Linked DNA regions of Sus scrofa: region 2 is linked to region 1. The links are chromatin contacts, called in public targeted proximity ligation maps. All regions are on one chromosome and are shown on one strand. The core of a region is the stretch at or near the end of the contact, and the rest is flanking DNA. Distances in the headings are between cores, read along the strand shown.

Evidence for each region.
Region 2: a contact with region 1 is called in a targeted proximity ligation map of skeletal muscle, with 16 times the contacts expected there. A contact is called at or near these places in 1 of 47 Hi-C or Micro-C datasets (embryonic fibroblasts) and 1 of 2 datasets of targeted methods (skeletal muscle).

What each region holds. Positions count from the first base shown.
Region 1 is chr3:74,657,898-74,662,860 of Sscrofa11.1, forward strand. No RefSeq gene overlaps it. Among named protein-coding and RNA genes, the nearest start is that of ETAA1, 76 kb to the right of the region's middle.
Region 2 is chr3:76,338,854-76,343,782 of Sscrofa11.1, forward strand. No RefSeq gene overlaps it. Among named protein-coding and RNA genes, the nearest start is that of SPRED2, 190 kb to the right of the region's middle.

The sequences.
Region 1 (4,963 bases), core at 789-3,288:
ATGCTGATTCTGACTTTAAAACACCACACGTCTTTTGTTCTCTGACAGGAATGCATTTTCCGGGTGAGTCCTTCATATTTAAATTTGCCCTTATCCAACGCTATATATAGTCCACTGACCGATCATGACCAGTTGCCTTCTAAATCCATAGCATCTGTAAAAGAAATACTCATATTCACCATAGTCTCCTCTTCAAAAGCGTCACCGCCTCCCACTGCTTCCTGCTTGGGTCCCTCACCCCCACGTCCCACCCACACCCCCAGAACTAAAGACCACAAAATCTTCTCTGGGTTCCTGCCAAGATGGTGTATTTAAGAGCAGTGGAAGAGCCCTCTTAAATCCACTGATAAGACCACTTGTGAATCAGTTAATCCAAAGTTAGTTCAAGGTGAGAAAGATTTGAAGTGATGTGACACTTAACCATTTATTTGAATGCACAGCCACATCTCTTCTGCTGATGTAGGAATGAGGCCGCTTGCTTCTGTCTAGACCCTCTTTGGAGTTCCCACAGCATCTTTCTCGTATAACCCACATCCAGAATGCATTTCTGCAATTTCCGGTTTGGGATTTCTCTGAGAAAACTCCATGATACTTGCAAAACAATGTGACTGCCAAAAAGCTGTCCACATTTTTTACAGCTTTTTCTAGACTTTCAGCATTGTCTTGCACAGTCTATTAAAGTGACCGAAATTAAAAACAAAATCTCCTGTATCATCTTTCCAAAGCACTTAATTTTTCATAGCTATAACCATTTCTACATTCATATTTTGTTTGATTATGTAATATTACGTTAAATGGCATCATTGTATTACAAAAGTACAATCACATAAGCAGGTTTGGAAACAAATTACAGAAGCAACTGGTTCTCCATAAGCATTCAGTTCCATGGTGAGGAGCCATTAGCATTCTCCTGAAGCGGGTTTTATGCAATGAGTAGAGAGCAATGGCTCATCGGGTGGATCTAAGTGCAAAGTGGTTAAATAGGGGGCTGGAGGAGAAAGCTTCGACGGTATACACATCAACCGATAAATTTTAGAGTAAACAATTTCTCATAACTGGCAGAGAAACTGAGGACTTAGCTGTTTGCCACAAAGTCACTAAGTGACCACAGGCAGGAATAACATGCCAAAATACCCAAGAACCATTAGCCAGGATAGCCTGGTTCTTGTCCAGTTAGAACAAATGCCAGCCGTAAGCAATCTGGAAGGATACACCGTGTGTTCTGACTGGATTTAGCTCTGACGTTGGGTAAGCTGACAGTTTAGGCCTTAGTCACTTGTGAACAAGGGAGGTTGGTCAAGCAAAGCTCTATGCTTCCTTCCAACGTGGATATTCTTTATTGAGCTATATCCAGCTCTAATTAATTTCCTCCCCCGGGATTCATCAATTCTCTGATTCAGTTGTTTGTTCTTTCTTTGGAGAGGTGCCATCTCAGAACTGTCATTGAGACACAGACGCTTGTGGCAGTAACAGAAAGACCACAGCAAGGGAGGCGCGCATGAGAAGGTAGATATGAAATATAAACATAGAGTATATATGACTTATATATGCGACATTAAAGAACAGATTCACTTACATGCACTCACATCCTCCTGCCTGATTCTCCAGGGTTCTGTGCTCCGCATGTTCTGTTTTGCTTTTAACCTGGGGATGATGCTTATTTTGATGCCTTGCTTAGTTTACACAGATGGGAGCGTGTTTTCCACATGCAGCTTCTTGTTTGCCAACAAGCCCAGCTGTTGGGGGGCACGGAAGATCACCCAATGATAGAAAACAATCTTGAATACCTTTTCATGTCTCCCTCTCTAACCCTAGAGGGTCTTTTCCAACAATTGCAACTTTAAGAGCCTCCTTCATTTACAGGAAACATTTACTCCTTTATGGCATTTTTTTTCCCCTTTCCAAACCATCCTGCAGGAGGTTACCAGAGAGCAGATAGAGCAGGCACGTTTCAGCTGCCTCTGACGTCTGGACTGAAGGCAGCCAGGTCCATGGGACTTTTATTTTGAACTCCCTCGAAAGGGAGACAGGGCACAACAGATTCAAACACTGGCTTGGGGGAGAAAAAAAAAAATCCTCCCTACTACTTTGCAGTGTCAGCCGGGCTCCCGTATGCCAAGTCACAGCCCATAATAAATTTTATTGCAATGTTATAAACTCCTGAAAAGAGGAACTTGGACGAGAAGTGCTGACACAAGCTGCCAGAGCTGCGGCCCTTCATTCTTGTGGGCTCTGTCCTGACATCAGCACACATCTAGGGCAAAACCCCAAACACTCACTTGCCAAAAGTGTGTTTGGCCCATCAGAGATATTTGATTTTCCCTCAAATTCATTTTAATAAAAAGAACTAGGGGTTCTCATTAAAGAGAAAGGAGCGCTCTTGCAAATGATACATGACTTCGTGTGGACGCTTGTGGCTCAGAGCTCAAAGAGTTCTTCAGCCAAAGTTAAATTCTTCTTGTAAATAAAACTGGCCCTTTTGGGTGGGGGGGTGGAACTCGGGGAGGGGTGGGTGATTATTCATGTAGATGACAGCTTTATGTACTATAATTACAGACATTAATGAAGGCACAATTACTTTATCATACATTACCAGGATCAAAGCAAGTCTCTTAAGAATCACTTGTCAGCATATAGAGTCAATACAGAAATTAGACCAAATACAAATACAAACTGGAAAATTTTGCTTAAATAATGCCCTGGAGGTTACAGAAACAATGAATTGAAGTTGAGAGAGTGAGAAAGACAAAAAGACACACTAGAGGTCACTGTTGCTACTTGAGCTGAAGACATGTCTATATAAATACATATGGATACGCAGGCAGATTTCCAAAATATATTTTTACGCGTCCTTATAAATATATTTTGGTAGCCTGCATGCATATTGGAAAAACTCTAAAAAGATTAGTTATCTTCATTAAATAATAACAGAGTTTTTCATAGTGAGTGTGTGTGTGTGTTTTCAATCTGGTTGTAGGTGGATAATTCGAGCACCTAACAGAAAACATAATTTAAAGGAATTCTTTCACAATCATATCAAATACTTCAACTTTGATGAAAACTCTTGCACCTATCTGGAGTATTTTGAAATATGCCCTTCAACTATTCCTTCACTTGGATCCAAACATCAAAGTAATTAAAGAATTCCGGTTGGTAGGCCTCTTCTTAGGAGGAATGCTGATTCCATCGCTTTGCACTGTGCAAAAATATGAGCTAGTTGAATACAGACAATATATTTAGTTCCATCTTTGAAATGAAGAGTCTCTTAGGTATGGCAAGTCTGTGAAACATCTTGGAACAGTCCACAGAAATTTTTAGTAAAAAGTTCCAATTCTGCATACATAAAAGGATTTTTTTTTTTTTTTTTTTTTTTTTAAGCAAAGCAACCAATGTCCCCTGTGGGCCGTTAATTAGTCTAACTGGAAGAACTCCCTTAATTTGCTGCTCCAGAAGGTCTCCCAACAAGACTGCCGGTGCTTCAAAAGTCCATAGAGTTGAGAGAGGGAGCCTGCCCATCCCAGAGGCCCAGAGCCTGGCTCCTGAGTTCATTACAGAAAAGTTAAAGGCTGAATGGTATCCCACATGCCTATCACGTCTTTGCCAAGGAAGGGGTTGAGAATTCCTCTTCTTAGAATTGGGTCCTAGCTGTCTGTGCTGGGATCACCAGTGTCAACCTGCAGGGTTGGAGACAAGATCCTTGGAAAAATGTCCTCCCCACCCCTCCTGCTTTCTGTTCTTTGCACATGAAACAGATCTATGCCCCAGTTTGATAAGGCAAAATCTAGGAAAAGGAGATAATGAGGAAGAGGGGAGAAAACCACAATGTCTTCTCCTTCTGCTGAACCTCGACTTGGCTTGCTATTGCACAATTTGCTGTGTCCATGTGGCTCAGAGTCCTGGGAGTAATTAAAGTTCAAAGACCTGGGTAATAACTCCTCAGTAACTGGGTGCTTTTTACAGGTTTTGTGGATGTGGCAAAATAGATTCTGAATTTAATTTGAGAATTTTAATGGAGAACTCCATATTTTTAATAGCATTTTCTAAATATCCTTTGTTAAACCAGTGGCTGGTGGGGAGACTATTCAGAGCCTCAGCTTCTCAGTGGGAATCAGAGTCGGTAAGTGTTTTGCCTGGGTAGCGATGCAGCTGGGAAGAAGGGCTATGGGCTCCAGATGCACGGCTTCCTCCACTGTCCAGCCAGGGTGAACTTGGCCATGATTTTGACCTTTCTAAGCCTGATTTTTTTACTTGTAAAAAGGAGATCATAATTTCTGCCTTTCCAGCCAGGATTCCATAAATTAACAGTTGTAAAGGGCTAGGCACAGGGCTTGGCACAGCGCGAGCATTCAGGAAATGTTAGCTGTCATCCTTGTCATAGCTGAAGTTCACCAAACTCCTTTGCACCTATCAAGGAGGGATGGAAGCTGTGTTTACATCAACAAGCAGGTTTGAAACAACAACAACGACAACCACATACAAAAATAGCAGTTGAATTCAGCAGCTTGTTGTTCAGGAGAAAAAAAAAACAGGTTTTCATTAACAGTTGTGTTTTTGTTTTTCCAAACAGTTCTGTGTATGCAAACTGAAACTTGGACTTTAGGGAAAACAGAACACTGCTATTGTAATTCTAGGACTATTACCGTAATTTTTTTTTTTTTTTTTTTTTTTTTTTTGCTTAAGCAGATTATGTACATTTTGTTAACTGAAAAAACAAAATAGGAAATACGTCTGTGTTTTGGGCAGTGGAACTATTTTTCAAAAATGCCTCATAATTCATAGACTGGATGGAGGACGGGGTTCATTGAAGTCAGTTACAGCCCCACAATTCTCACAAGGTTGAAAACCACTGCCCTCACTGGTTCTGGTTGCAATTATAATACGCAATGCGTTTTGCTTTCATGGACGCTTTTATAATGAAATTTGGAAGCCAGCGTCATTTCCCTTCTTTTGCCTACGACAAAAA
Region 2 (4,929 bases), core at 553-3,052, 1.7 Mb after region 1:
GTGCAAGAGGCCTCCGCAGTGACTGTACATGTTCTTCCAGGAACCAGAACTGAAGCAGAGAGGCCCGCCATCAGCCCAGTAGCCTCTCATCCTGCAACAGGAGTGTCCACTTCACCTCTGAGAGTCACTTCCCAAATGATCCCTGGCCCACAAAAGTTTCAACAAGGCTTCGCTTTCAGCCTGTACTCACATAAAAGGGGCCTTCAGCCAAGGGGCCTTTATGTCGCCCCTCCTTCCTCTCCCACCACCTTTCAATCCTCTGGGGGGGAATTAAAGTATGCATACTGCATGAAATGAGGACCCCAGGCTGGGCCTCTATAAGCTGCTAATTGAAAACCTTGTCAAAAGTGGGAGAAAGAGGCAGAGGAGAAAAAACAACTGTTGGCAGGACTTTTTCATACTGTGAACAGCAACACACCCTCCCAGAGGGTGGACCTCACTCCATACCAGCCACACGGGAGTCCTTCCTCAAAGCTGAGTGGACTTGGGGACCAGGCTCTGGGACACAGTGCCTAACAATCAAAAAAAAAAAAAAAAAAAAAATGCTGCAAGGATGCAGCTAATGGGCCTCCAGACCCTGCTGAACTCTGGGCCTTACTGCTCTGTTAGCATGGGGTGCCTGCTACGCTAGACAATCTTGGCTGTGTGATCCTAGGCAAGTGACACAGCCCCTCTGGGCCTCAGTTTCCTCCTCTGGAAAATGTGGATAAGGATTGCACCTAAAGAAAGTCAACTATACTCCAATAAAATTTTTTAAAAGAAAAAAAAAAAAAAACTCTACTTGATAGGGTCATTGTGAGGATTCAATGTGATAAGTATTTCAGGAGTTCCCGTCGTGGCGCAGTAGTTAACGAATCTGACTAGGAACCATGAGGTTGCGGGTTCGGCCCTGCCCTTGCTCAGTGGGTTAACGATCCGTGTTGCCGTGAGCTGTGGTGTAGGCTGCAGACGCGGCTCGGATTCCGAGTTGCTGTGGCTCTGGCGTAGGCCGGTGGCTATGGCTCCGATTCGACCCCTAGCCTGGGAACCTCCATATGCCGCAGGGGCGGCCCAGGAAATGGCAAAAAAAGACAAAAATAAATAAATAAATAAGTATTTCATACCATGCCTGATATAGTAAGTGAGAGACCTTAATATTTTGCTCTTATTTATAACAATGAGAATTCTCCCCTTCCCAGACTGGAGAAAAACAGAGGAGAGAAAAATAGAGGGAAAAGAGCTGAGGCTTCTTTTCTACTCTCATTTCATAAGTAAATCTGTTATGTTTTCCATGAAAGTCTTCAAATGGCAAAAGGAAGACGAATGCATACATGTGCTGAAGCGGGGAGAGGAGGGGGGCCAGAATTCAGTGTGGGGTAATATGGAAGGAAGACAAAGGAGCCATTATTCTTCAATCTTCTATTATACAGCAGGCACATTCTAGGTGCTTTCATGGGATGTGTGAACAAAGCTGTAAGGTGGTATGATCAACCCCACTTTCTACAAAGAACCTCGGGCTCAGAACAGTTAAATAAGCTCGCCAAAGTCCCAAGACTCCCAAACACAGCATCAGGAGTCCAAAACCCCTACTCTGGCCACCACCTCCCACATGCTCTGCACTGGGGATTCCTTCCTGCCTTGGAGAAGGAGCAGCAAACCTTTGGACAATGGTAGAAATTCAATTCTCAGGAGTTAGACATGTTTTTCTCATACATTTAGAGAAGGTTCGGATATTGGCACCTGTGGTGGAAAAGGTCTTGGACGCCCTCCTTTGTTCAGAACAGAAGTTTCCAATCCATGTTTCCTTGCCAAAGGTAGTTGGGAATGTGTCTGAAGCAATAAATAGAAGGCTTTTAATGCCTCCCCGTGAAGCGCTCTGGCTGAGGTGTTAACATCCAGGTTAAGAATATAAAAAGTGAGTACATGAAAACACTGTGATTACAATGGTGGTGACTTTATAGGAGGACCTTCAAAATCAGTAGCAATTATGTAGCATGAAACACTTCCATTATGAAAACTGCAATGATTTTGTGTCTCCTGATGAGGATAATGACAAATCTATTCTGTCAACAGGCATGACAGCTGTCTGTGCGTATTTGGAGGGATATATTTTTAGATGCCGTTACTGTACCTCCAGCTATTTTAACTACTACATTTTGTTGACACGATGCAATCCAGTAACAAGGAGGCTTACTTGGAAAAGGTTAAAATTCCCATTTCCAGCTGTTTCCCTTCCTTATATCATTTTTGTCTCATTATTCACTAGGATCCATAAATCTGCCACTCAGATCCCAGGCTAAGTGATGTGCTACAGGAAAATTGCTAATGTCACTAGGAAATAAAATAAAATTGAATACCGGGTTCACAGTATTCAGCAGGCAGAAGTGTCGCGCCCTGCCTGATCATCATTCTAACACTCTCTGCATGGTGCCCAGAGCTCCTGTCCAACAAGGGACGTGTGCTTCACTTCCCCTGTCCCAGCTCCCCATTTCCCAAAGTGGGGGTGGGGAAGAAAAGGAGGTAGAAAGATTTGCAAGATGGACTCTAATTTTAAGACAAAAGCCATCCTATTAAATCTTAACAGATGTTTCACAAGTTTAGAAGATTAAGAAAGATTTCAGCATCAAGAATCAAAGAAAATACTCCATGACCTTAAAAAAGGATAAAACACAAAGCTTTCACAAACCCAAAGTCCACTTTGACAGCTGTCTCTGACGGAATTGACGAGGTGCTATTGATGTTTGGATTAAACCATGCCTCTGTGATCAAGTACTCAAACATGGGATAAAAGACGAATATATTCTTTAATCCTACCCACTAATTTTGTTAGGCCCTCAAAAGCAATGGGCACTGAACAAATGTTGAAAGTGGCTTCTCTTCTGGTTATTGACAAAGCTATTTTTGTTTCATTAATTTGCCATGTATCTTATCAACGTTTAAACTAACACAAGGAAATCCATACAAGGTACTGAACTCTCCAGAAACAGATCACTGCAACCTCCAAGACCGCTGCAGGTAAAATCAAGAGACAGTGATTCTAGAAAGTGAGGACGATGTTACAGGAAAATGTAAGAGAAAAACTGGGTTCCGGTTTATCTTTCTTTTTTCCTTTTCGTGCTAAGCTGTAAAATGCATTGGGAATTCCAATTTTCAGCCTGGTGAGTTTTGAAAGAAAAGAAGAAAAACTTTCTTTTCTTAAAAAGGAAAGGGTGAAGAGGCAATTAAGTCATTAATTACTCTCTTTGTCTAATGCTGTCCAACCCATCAAACTTGGCCTCTTCTGTCTTCATCAAAGGTGCAGCTCGCTCTACTTTACAATAAGTACCTCTTAATAAGACAATCTCATGTTTCAAAAGCTGCTCTATGAGGAATTTAGATGAAGGGAAATTAAAATACACTTAGCAGCAGACCCCCGAGTTTGACAGCAGCACAGCGCCCACTATCACCAAGGGCCTCAAATGAGCAATGAGAGGTTCCAGGGACAGTGATGCTGTTGAGAAACAGTGGGGCTGTGTGCCAGGGCAAGGAGTCTTGGGATTTAGCGGACGAGGAAAGATGGAACTGACATTAATGCTAAGAAGTGGGGACTGATCCACATCTTCCTTTAAAGGACACCAGAAGGGAAACAGGTTTTTTGCAGAAGGACCCATTGCAAACATCAGAATGCCCTGAGTAAATAACTAGGGAGATGGTGTCTGTGGAGAAGAGATCACTCCAAGACCTCAACAGTGGATTGGAACAACTTCAGGGAGATTTGCTGGGCAGGGGTCCCACCTTCATCCCTCCAGCCCCCTTCTCCCTGACCTTCCAGGGAGTCACTGGCACCCCATGAAAAGACTCCTCTGGGTATATGTGATTACATACAGTTGATCCTCGAACAATACAGGTTTGAACTGCACTGGGTTCACTTACCCTGGGATAGTTTTCAGTACCTATGTTATTTCGTTTACAATCTGTGATTGGTTGAGTCCTGGAGGTGGAAACCTTGGATATGCAGGGCCAACTGTAGGACTTGAACATAGCCGGATTTTGGTATCTGAGTGAATCTAGAACCAACCTCCCTTGGATACTGAGTGCCAACTGTATACTCCTTTAGGGAGCGTAAAGATCTTTGAAAAATAAAACTTTTTAAAAAGGGAGAAAGTATGATACTCCCTCAGCTTGCTTTTTCATGTCAAGTTTCCTTGCTGATCTGGATGGAAGTCTTCATTTCACAAGGTCGTGGACCAACACCCCTGAGTGGAGAGAAAGCCCCAGCACCTGAGACAGTGCACGTGCACATGAGGAATCAGCAGGAACACAAATTTTAAAGCAATTTTGGAAGATGAGACCACATTTCTAAAAGATTCTCTCTTGTCCTACCAATTTCTGAAGCCAACCAGTCTCCAATCTATGAACCAAGAGGAGAAGGTTCAGCTAAGAATTTGTTGACTTTATCCTTGGATATTCTGCCTACAAGATACTGGATTACATAAGCACAAGTGTAATAGCAACCACTTTATTTTTGTGTGTTGCTATGGAATTTCAAAAACAAAACAAAGAAAACCACTGATCAGTAATTGTGACAAAACTTCTTAGCCACAGCATCGAGAATAGGGCCTAATTATTCCATAAACACACTTTGATTTGTTTACTTCAACGTCAAATTAACTGCAAATATGTAACAGCCGATGCTGATTTGAGCCAGTACACAACACTGCTGCAGTGTGTGCTGGGTGTACCTTGTGTAAATCTTTTTTTTTTTTTTTTTTTTTTTTTTGGCTTTTTAGGGCTGTACTTGCCCCATATGGAAGTTCCCAGGCCAGGAGTCAAATCGGAGCTGCAGCTGCCGGCTTACACCACAGCCACAGCAGCTTGGGATCCGAGCCACATTTGAGACCTACACCACAGCTTGAGGCAATGCCAGATCCTTAACCCACTGATCGAGACCAGGGATCAACCCTGCATCCT